Linked DNA regions of Oryctolagus cuniculus: region 1 is linked to region 2. A link is a contact called in public Micro-C data. All regions are on one chromosome and are shown on one strand. The core of a region is the stretch at or near the end of the contact, and the rest is flanking DNA. Distances in the headings are between cores, read along the strand shown.

What was found. A called contact is a pair of places that touch in the nucleus more often than the background predicts.
Region 1: a Micro-C map of ear pinna shows a contact between it and region 2, with 4 times the contacts expected there. The contact joins the promoter of STK24 here to the enhancer-like site in region 2. A contact is called at or near these places in 4 of 6 Hi-C or Micro-C datasets (ear pinna, liver, psoas muscle and 1 more).

Annotation. Positions count from the first base shown.
Region 1 is chr9:13,995,370-14,000,295 of mOryCun1.1, reverse strand. It overlaps STK24 (serine/threonine kinase 24), which reads right to left and starts at 2,345. Exons shown (of 11, transcript XM_051850520.2): 1 at 1,947-2,345. The coding sequence starts at 2,255.
Region 2 is chr9:13,938,147-13,943,262 of mOryCun1.1, reverse strand. No RefSeq gene overlaps it. Among named protein-coding and RNA genes, the nearest start is that of STK24, 57 kb to the left of the region's middle. Within about 2 kb of position 2,947, at least 2 of the 8 cell types and tissues checked have an H3K27ac peak or open chromatin away from gene starts, as enhancers often do. A contact at or near this core is called in ear pinna, where this site is marked.

The sequences.
Region 1 (4,926 bases), core at 1,096-3,595, 58 kb before region 2:
TTTACCGACGTGCTCACGGACATGACAAGTTGGCTCGCGATGGGGGTTTCACTTTTTTTTTTTCCAAGAGCTAGAAACATAGTCACCTACGGAGGAAAAACTTGGAAGGCGTTCGCGACCATCGAAAATCCAACGCCTCCCCCCACTTCACCCCCCAAAAAAGGGGACCGCTAGGCCAAGCAGCCACAAAGCACCAACAGCCAGGTCCACGGCGCGGAACTCCTCTAAATCCCACCAAGTCGCCAAGTGGAACTCCAGCGCCGGGCCAGGGGCCTGCGCCAGGCCGGGGGCCCGCACCTTCCCGCACCGCGCCCTGTCCGCGCGCCGGCGCCCCTCCCTCCGCCCGCCGCCCGAGGAGCCGAGCCCCGCGCGGGCCCGGGGGGCCTCCACCGCCCCCGCGCCGCCCGGGGCCTCCAAGGGCACGTCTTCCCCTCCCGTCTCCCCCGGCGCGGGGCCGCCGCAGGCCCTGCACTGCTCAGGACTTGGGGGCCAGGCGCCGGTGCCCCACATCCGCACCCAGGCCTCGGTGCACCCCCCACCCCGCGCGCCCCGCCACACATCCACACCCGGCCGCCGCGGCCCGCGAGCAGCCCCGGGAGTAGGGCCCGAACCCCGGCCGACGCGACCCCGGAAGGGAGAGCCTGGGGGGGGGGGGCCCTGTTTACACCGCCAAGTTGCCCGCTTCCGCCCCAGCCCCGCATCCCCAGTCCCTGAGGCCCGCGGCTGCCTACCTGCATGCCGGGCAGGCCCGACTGCACCGGGGAGTGAGCCATGGCGCGCAGGACGTCCACTTCCTGGGACGGGACGGCCGGGCCGCGGCGATCCGCGCGGGCGACCAGGCCCGCGGGCCGCGCCGGATCCCGAGGCCACCCCAGCCCCGGCGGGTCCCGGCAGCCGGCGGAGCTCAGCGACGGGCGCCGGGCCGCGTCTCCATGCACGGCGCCCACACGGGGCGCGGGGGGCCGAGCGCGAGCCGCCGCCGCTGCCGCCGCTGCTTCTCGGCGGGAGCCGGGCGGCCTGGGCCCGCACGTACTCGCCGCCTGGACCCGGAGTGGGCGCGCACCACCGGCGGAGCCCGCGAGCGCCGAGAGCGCCCCGCCCCGGCCCGGCCCCCGCGCCCGCCCCCGCGGCCCGGCCGGGGACCCCGCCCCGCGCTTCCGGGAGGCGGAGGAGGGGAGAGGGAGGAAGAGGAGGAGGCCCGGCGGCCGCCCGGGCGCCCTAGGCCGCAGGCGCCGCGCCGCCGCCTGCCGGCCGGGCCTGCATCCCAGCGGCTCCCGCGCGCGCTCCCACGCCCCCCGGGGGGCGGTGCCGCGCCGCGAGGGCGTCCGCCGGGGCGCGAGCGGGTCGGAGCCCCGCGAGCCGGCTCGGGCGCTGAGGCGATCCCGGGCCGCCCGGCCGCCGCTGCACTGTGCCCGCGCCCCGGGCGGCCTTCCTAGACGGGGGCTGGGCCCGGGGCTGCTCCCGCAGGCCGCGGCGGAGCTTCTGCGGCGTGTGAGGAAGTTTCCGACCGCCCGGAGGCCGGGGCGGCGACTGTATGCCGGGCGTTTGCTGACTGAACGCGGTGCCGGCAGCGCGGCTGCGAGGAGCGAGCGGGGAGGGCCTGCGGGCCGCCCGCCGAGCCGGAGGAAGCGGCGTGCGGACTTTGCCCCGCGCCTCTCCGGGCCGGGAGTGCCCGTTCTGCCCGCTGGCTGTGCGAGGTGAGGCGGCCACAGCGAGCCCCCAGAGGCCGCAGGACGCGGTAAGCAGAGTCCGAGGTGTCGCAGCACCGCACCCCTGCTTGTGCTGGGAGCCCCGGGAGACCTCAGGCCGCCTTCCTGGCTGTCACAGGGACACTGCTCACTTACAGAGAAGCCGGGGCGGTGACTCTGGGGAGGATGTGACAAATACAAGGCAGAAAAGCAGCCGCTTACGAGCTTACCTAAATTCTGTACCGCTAAGAAACGTACCTCGGGAGAAGAGCCAAACCAGAAGGAACGTGCACTCTTCGAGGGCCCGTCGTGTTCAGCCTGGGAATTCCACCCAAAGTGACACAGCCTGAGGAAATGACTAGAACGTATCGAAAGCTGCAGCGAAGTGGCATTTAGAATCCTGGGGAATCTACCGTGGAAAACCCTAACAGATGCAGTAAACAGTGTTTTCGTTACGTACTCACTGAAGAAAACGTAGGAACCAAAACAATGCACAGGCACTTCAGAAAGTTCATGAAAAATGGAATTAAGGGGTATTTGTATGTTGCATAAGGTTTTGAAATCCATGCTGGTTTTTCATAATACACATTGTAAACTTTTTAAAAGGCCCTTTGTGTAGTTTGATTTCAAGCTACTGCATATAAATTAATTTTAGAAACGTGTGTGTGTGTGTGTGTGTATTAGTAGAGAAAAACCTAGAAGTATATGCACCAAAATTTAGCTGTCTGGAATTAAAGATGATTTTTCTGGTCACTAATCAGAGCCAGAGGAGACCATCGTGCTGAGATACAAATGGACAGTAACATCAGAGCACTGATCTGAAGCAATACCATGGGAAATGCTCAGAAATTGTGAGGATGTGAAATGAGGGGTAGAAGACACTGGACCATAATATTCCAGATATAAAAAATAATCAGAATAATATTTGTATACCAGGGCTAGTGAGACTAGGAACATACGGGTTCCCAGTGGATGTGGCTTATCTGGACATGGTCTGAGACTTGCATCCTTTAGCTGATCTATCTCCTGTTCTCTGTTTATCTCAGTTTTTCTTCTTTGACCATTGAGTTCCATTCTCACTGAACAAGAAGAATGCTCATAGAAGTAACAAGTTCTTCTCAGTCCTATGCAGGCATCAACCAGTGTTTACAGAACTGTAGGTCTCTGGCTGCTTTGTCTTCCCAGAACACTGATGATTGACAAGGCCTGAGTCAGGAACAGTTCTGTGCGGTTTTGCATTCGATCATTACACTTTATTTTTTTTTCCAAAAGACACCCTTTATTCATTGAGTACACATTTTATAAGCACAACTTTAGGAATATACTGATTCTTCCCACCATCCCACCCTCCCCCCCCCCCCCGACTCCCATTACACTTTTTTGTGCACTTGTTGCATTCAGACATCAGTTCAGCATAGGGCATCTAAACAGGACTAGATCCCCAGGTGCTTGTGATCCCATCCTGGAAATCTAGTCTCACTATCCTAACTTTGGAAGTTTACAGTACCATAATTGATGGCACGTAGAGTGACAACAGGGTCACTTCCAGGGCCGGCGCTGTAGGAAGCAGTAAAGCTGGTTTGGGTCCCGGCTGCTCCACTTCCAATCTAGGTCTCTGCTATGCTATGGCCTGGGAAAGCAGTAGAGGATGGCCCAAGTCCTTGGGCCCCTGCACCCACGTGGGAGATCCAGAGGAAACTCCTGGCTTTGGATGGGCCCAGCTCCTGCCATTGCAGCCACTTAGGGAGTAAACCAGCAGATGGAAGTCTTCACTTGCTTGCCCTCTCTGCCTCTGCCTCTCTGTAACTCTGCCTTTCAAATAAATAAATAAATCTTTAAAAAAAAAAAATCACTTCTACCAAGGAAAGAAAAGGACCATCCTCTCACACTTTTCCTCTCATCACTCTCCCTCCACCCCTAATAAATAATTACAACAGATCATTTACTACTGTAATTCCAAAAAGAATTTGAGGGTCTCCATAGAGATTATATGTTCTCTTGTCTCCATGGAGATACTAACCTATTGTTTTCATCCCCTGGCCCTCTTTGTCTTTTGTGTTCACTTACAGGACATGAGTTGGGTAAAGAGTTGTGCTCTGACATGTATTCTGGACCACAAAAGACATTTCCATGTCCCTACATGGAGCCCCTCCAACCAGAGAGCCCCTGTGGATTGACTTCCCCTAAGCCAGTTGCTAGTCTCAGCTGAGCTCAAAGCTTGCAGCAGAAAACAAGACTTCAACAATCAATCCCTTCACTTCTCTGGCTCTGAGTTGAAAAGATAAACACCCCCAAATGCCACTTGATAAAGAACAGCTAGACAAGTAGCACATTTGCAATTTAAATTTGCAGATTAAAGAAAGGGACTTGCATGGTGAACTTTAAAAGGAGAAATATGAGTAGCTCAGATAAGTAACAGAAGGCTTGAAGAATTTCTACACATGTTCAATAGGTGAAGACAAATTATTAACATCAGCATAAAGAAGTACATCAAGAATCATCGGATGACATGACAGCAAGAAAATACAGTTTAAAGGCCTAGGGGGATTTCCCAGCACATTGAGAAATGGTGACAACAGGGTTTTGTTCTGTGAGTGCAGAGCTCAGAGGACAGGCTCTCTTGGAGACCTCACTCTCAGTCAGCCTTTGGTTGTACCTTGCTTGCTAGGGCAGCTGTAACAAAGACCCACCAACTGGGTGTCTTACACCACAAATGTGTACCTCCTCACATTGGCAGAGGCTGGAAGTCAGGTCACAGTGTCAGCAAGGGCTGATTTCTTCTGAGGCCTCCCTCCTTGCAAGTGGCTGCTGCTCATCTGGTCTGTCTGTGGTTATCTGTGCCCTAAACCCCTCTGCATACAAGGAGACCAATAATAATGGGTTGGGGCCTACTCTGGTTGTTCTTCCTGAACTTGACTGCTTTGGAGTCATGTGTAGTCACATTTGGAGGCACTGGGGTTTAGGACTTCCTCATGAATTTGAGAGAGGGACACAGGTTAGCTCTTTTTTCTTTTTTTTCTTTTCTTTTTTTTTTTTTTTTTTTTTTTGACAGGCAGAGTGGACAGTGAGAGAGAGAGACAGAGAGAAAGGTCTTCTTTTTGCCGTTGGTTCACCCTCCAATGGCCACCACGGCCGGCACACTGCAGGACTAGAACCTGATGTGCCGGCGCCGCAAGACGGAGGATTAGCCTAGTGAGCCGCGGTGCCGGCTGCAGGTTAGCTCTTCACTATATATGAG
Region 2 (5,116 bases), core at 1,698-4,197:
AAAAAAACTTTTAAAAATAGCTTCTTTGCCTTTACATATACACGTTAGTATCAACTTGTCTGTATCTTAAAAAAAAAAGGCTCTGTTGGGATTTTTGTCTTTTAAAATTTCAATAAATCAATGCATCATTTTGAGGAAAACTGAGATGTTCACTGTGTTTTTCCTGACTTTTGGACACAGGATATCTCACCATTAACTTAGATCTTCTTTAGTTGCTTTATCAATGAAATGTTATGGTTTCCAGTATTTTGTCAGATTTATGCCTAATTATTTTGGGCACACAGATCCTCTCCTGCTACTTATGTGCCTCTAAGCTTGATTAGGAAGAAAAGCCTACTAAGCATTTTATTAAAAATGAAGAAAAACAACAGTTTTTTAATAGCTGGAAATATTACATCCAAAAATTCAAATCAAACCCTACCACCGGCTATTTGTTTCCAGACATTTGTCGTTACAAAAAAAAACAAAAAAAAAACAAAAAAAAAACAGTAAGAAGAAGATGGGCTGTGGGGACAGGACCACCACTGAACCTCAGTGTGACCTTGGATGAGCTGGTGACGGCCAGGCAGGTGAGAGATTTCCAGCAGTCTCTGTGTCTTAGCCCTGCCTTTCCCACAATGCACCTGTGCCTCCTCCACCATGAAGACGGGGCCAGAATGAACACATGGATGCTGGGCTCCACCAGCAGACACTGTGAAAACCTCCCCAGGGATACTCACAGCACTGAACACCACTCAAGTTCCACCTCGTTTTGTATGCAATTCGGTTCCAACCCTACCCAATAAAGGGGCAGCCAAACTGGGGGTGGGGGCGATTCCCCTCATAGTGTTTCCTCTCCTCACCTGGCTGCCTGCCTTTGTCTGAATGCGTACTTTCTCTTTAATCTCCTTAAATAAATCCTGCTCTCCTTCTTATACTACAAGTCTCTGCTCTAAGTTCTTTCGTGCAGAAAGGAGAACCTGGAATAGATCCAGCCGGGGACATGGTTAAGCCAGGCTTTGAGGGTCTCAGTGCTCATAAATGGTAAAGATGAGATCCAACCCAAATTTTCTTCCTTTTTGGCCCAAATCACTTTCTACTAAATGTCACGGACCTAGAGTCCTAACCTTTACAGCGCTGGAAATGTAATTAAAATTCCTCGAGAGGATCGGCTCCGACCCAGGTTCCCGGCTTGGCTATTTCCTGCTTCTGGGACAGAAGGACCAAGACTGAGTCATTTGTGAGAAGGATTCTACTTCCCACAGTTCCAGGGGCTGGGATCTGGGGAGGGCCTCCTGGCTGCTTCGCAACATGGCCGACGGCACCAGGTTACGAAGGGAGGGAAGGAGGGGGAACGGGTCCTCTCTCTGCTCGTCCTTCCTCTTCTTTTAAATCCCATCCTGGGGATCCCACTGCCATGGGCTCATCTGACCCTACTCACCTCCATCCACCTACAACGTCTGCGTCTGGAGAAGTTTCTAACACACAAGTTCGGGGTACATGGGCTCTGGCCCTCCCCTCGCAGTACTGGTGTTTCATGGACTCATCTTGCCCTCAGTGAGCTCTGTGGAGCCACCGCCTGCTTCCAGAAACCAGGAGGCCTGGGGTTTCCTCCCAGCCCTGGCCTCTACACTGCACGTTGCCTTAGCAGCCAAGTCAACTTCTCTGGGCCACAGCTAGCTTATCTGTTGAGTGAGGACATTGGCCAGTACCAAAGGTCACATCTTGTTGAAAGTTCGGTTGTTAAGGGGAGCGAGTGCTGTAGACCAACCTGAGGAATCAAAACTGAAACTGTCTCCCCAAGGCCCTCTACTAAATTACGAGGCCACAGCTGAACCAACCGTGGCCGTGGGTGGGAGCTTTGTTCGCCTTCCCCTGCAAAATATTCTCACACACGGAAAGAGCCCCTTGGGCTCGCGCTACCCTGCAAATCTTCACCGAACTTGAGACCTTGAGGCTGGGTCTACTCCAGCGTTTTGTGTGTCAGGACACCTTGTGTTTGTGTGGCCAACGAAAACTGCTCCATTGAGTGGGTGGGCGGGAGGAGGCCACGAATAGAGTTTTTATTTCCCTTCCAGTAACATCGCCCACAGGGGCAAAGACACTTTGTAAAGTGCTGCTGGTGACTGTCCCTTTGAGAACTTTGCCCTGAAAGCCGTGAAAAGCTGTGTACAGTCTTGTTCTTGGAAGCCCTGTTTCATTGGAGATGGAATAAATAAACAGTAGATACAAGGCTCCTTCAGGGGTCTCTGAAATTGGCCAGAAGCTACCAATGTGCACATTTCTGCACGTAGCAGAGTTAATAATTTGCTGTACAAACATCCTTTTCCGATGCAAAGGCCAGGGGGCTGGGATAGTCCTGCGCGTTCCCACGCTTCACCCACCTGTTTCTCACCCGCCCTGTCTTTCACCCCACCTGTCTCTCTGCACCCACTGGGAATCGGAGAATTGTGCCTCCCCGCCCCCACTCTCTGAAAGGGCAGTCCTCGGACCCTCAGCTCTAGGTCATGAACAAGGTGGCCCGCAACCCCCCGCCCCCACCGTCCAAGGGGCATTTTTCAGTGTCTGGAGGTATTTTGGGTGCTCAGAAACCCAGCCAGTTTCTGATCATGGCGTTTGGTGGGGAGAGGCCAGGGGTGTTGTTAAACAACCTACAGGGCTCAGGACAGCGCCCGCCCTGCCAGCAAGGGATCACGCAGCCCCATGTCAACACGCCAAGGTTGAGAAACCCCACTCTAGAGATAGCAAAGCCAGGGTGGAGGTTTCTTACCCCAGGCCCTGGGGCGGCTGCTGCTTATGGAGAAGAGGAGTGCCCACAAGCCCAGAGGAAGACTGACCCCACCGCAGTCTGCCCCACCCAGGGAGCTGGCCTTTGTCCCCGAACGTGCTGTGACATGCATTCCTGCTCTCGCAAGACCCATGTGCCAACCCCTCCCTCCTCTCTGCAGCAGGCTTCCTGCAAAACCAGTTCCTCACGCTCCCTGGCCGCAGAGTGTGTCCAAATCGCATTCTAGGCGGGGAGGCCAAAGGCTAGGGGGAGGCGAGGCGAAGCAGGCAGAGGGCCTAAGTCACCAGGAATGATCACAGGCGGTCAAGTCACAACGAGGAAGTACAGCAGAACTCAGCACCAACTCCACCCGAAGGAAGGGGATGGAGCGACATGTCCGTGGGCGATGGCCTGCTCCGAGGCGGCTTGGAGCACAGTAGGGGGAAAGCTGAAGAGAAAGGAATTGCCCGGAGACCCCGGAAGCCGGGGGAGGGCTCATGGAGAGGGTAGAAATAACAGCTGCCTCTCGATAGCGGCCAAGGAGAAGCGATTAGGCGATCATGGCTTAGCAGCCGTCCTCGTCTGTGTCGCAGCACCTGGCTTCCTCCACTCTCATCACGCGCTCACGGTGTACTCCTGAGGTCAGAGGGATTTTGCAAGGGCACGGTGCTCTCCTGAGCTGCTAACGTACATGTTGGTGTGAACGTGTAAGTCCACCTCTGGGCGTGTCGAGTCCTGCCCCGGGAGAGGGGCCGTTCCCCCTGGAGGGAGCGTCATGAGAAGCCTTCTAGAAGCAGAGCTGGAGCCTGCCATGGCCATGGGATGAGGGGCCGTGCTGCTTTCAAGGGAAAGATCCCGTTGGAGGGAAAGAAATGACCGTGTTGCTCAGTGGAAGGTTCTATTTCTTCCTCCAGATCCCAGGCCCTGATCTGATATCAACAAAACTAAACAAAGAGTCTGAGCTGGTTAGGCCAGGAGAATACTGCCCCCAACCCCCATATGGGACAAGCGAATACCAAGATGTATGGAAACGCAGCGCAGGCCACGCTACAGTTACAGAGCTCGCGCGGCGACTAGGAAAGACGCCGATGGGCTAATGACTCGGGGACCTGGGCCCGGGTGCACACAAAGCCACCGCCACAGCCTCGTCCAGGAACATCCCTCAGCGACGATGCTGCCACAGATCTGCAGCCGCAGGACACGTGGGGACACGTGGGGCTCCAGCCCAGGGGTTCCTCCACACTCTACAGGAGGCGGGCCCTCCCGTAAAGAACCCAGAACATTGGACGGACCTGCTGTGCCAGATTAAAGGGGTTACGGAGGGAGTTTTCTTCTCCCACCATTTCCACCACTACTGTGTTGCCTTTACAGAAAAAAAAAAAAAAGGATTTTACTTTTATAATTAAAAACAAATGAAAGGGCCGGCGCTGTGGTGTAACAAGTAAAGCTGTTGCCTGTGGCACCAGCATCCCATATGGGTACCGGTTCCAGTCCCAGCTGTTCTACTTCCGATCCAGCTCTCTGCTATGGCCTGGGAAAGCAGTGGAAGATGGCCCGAGTCCTTGGGCCCCTGCACCCGCATAGGAGACCCCAAAGAAGCTCCTGGCTCGTGGCTTCTGGTTTTGGATCGGCACAGCTCCGGCCGTTGCGGCCAACTGGGGAGTAGACCAGTGGATGGAAGACCTCCCTCCCCCCACCTTCTTTTCCAATAATAAATAAAGTCTTAAGGAAATTAAAATAGAAACGACACATACAAGTTAAAAATGAACAGGACGCAAGATGAGTCAGATGGAGAAGAGCCCGGAGACGGAGACGGAGATAGGCCACCATGGAACAGCGCAGGTGAGAGATGTTAACTCAAGGCAGGCCCTCCGCAGTGGGGGAGGAGAGAGGGGCCCTGACACCGAGACTTCGGGCACGCGGGCTATTAGCGGAGACCCTGAGGACGTCGTGAAGTCTAAATTTAATCATCGCTGCCATCACTGAGCACTGTCCACCCAGCGGTGCCTGAGTGTGGCGCCTGGCCTGTCATCCGATCTCACGGAAACCCCTGGGGTGGGTGCCACGATTCCCCGACCTTTCAGAGGACGGTGAGCGGCCGCGGTTCAGGAGCCTGCCCCGCGACACAGCTCGGCTGCGGCAGAGCCAGGAGAGAACCAATGAGCTCTGGGCTGCGCGCAGCTCTGAAATGTCAGGAGGCAACACTGTCCTCTTGAGAGCGGCAGAGGGATGAGGTCAACCATTCGCTTCTTCCCCATGACGTCACACGGTGCTCTACACCCAAAAGGTCACTGTGTCTGAAATCGGGACAGCCTGAGCTGGAGACCCTGACGGGGGTCTGCTGGGACGATACCATCACAGTAATACGGT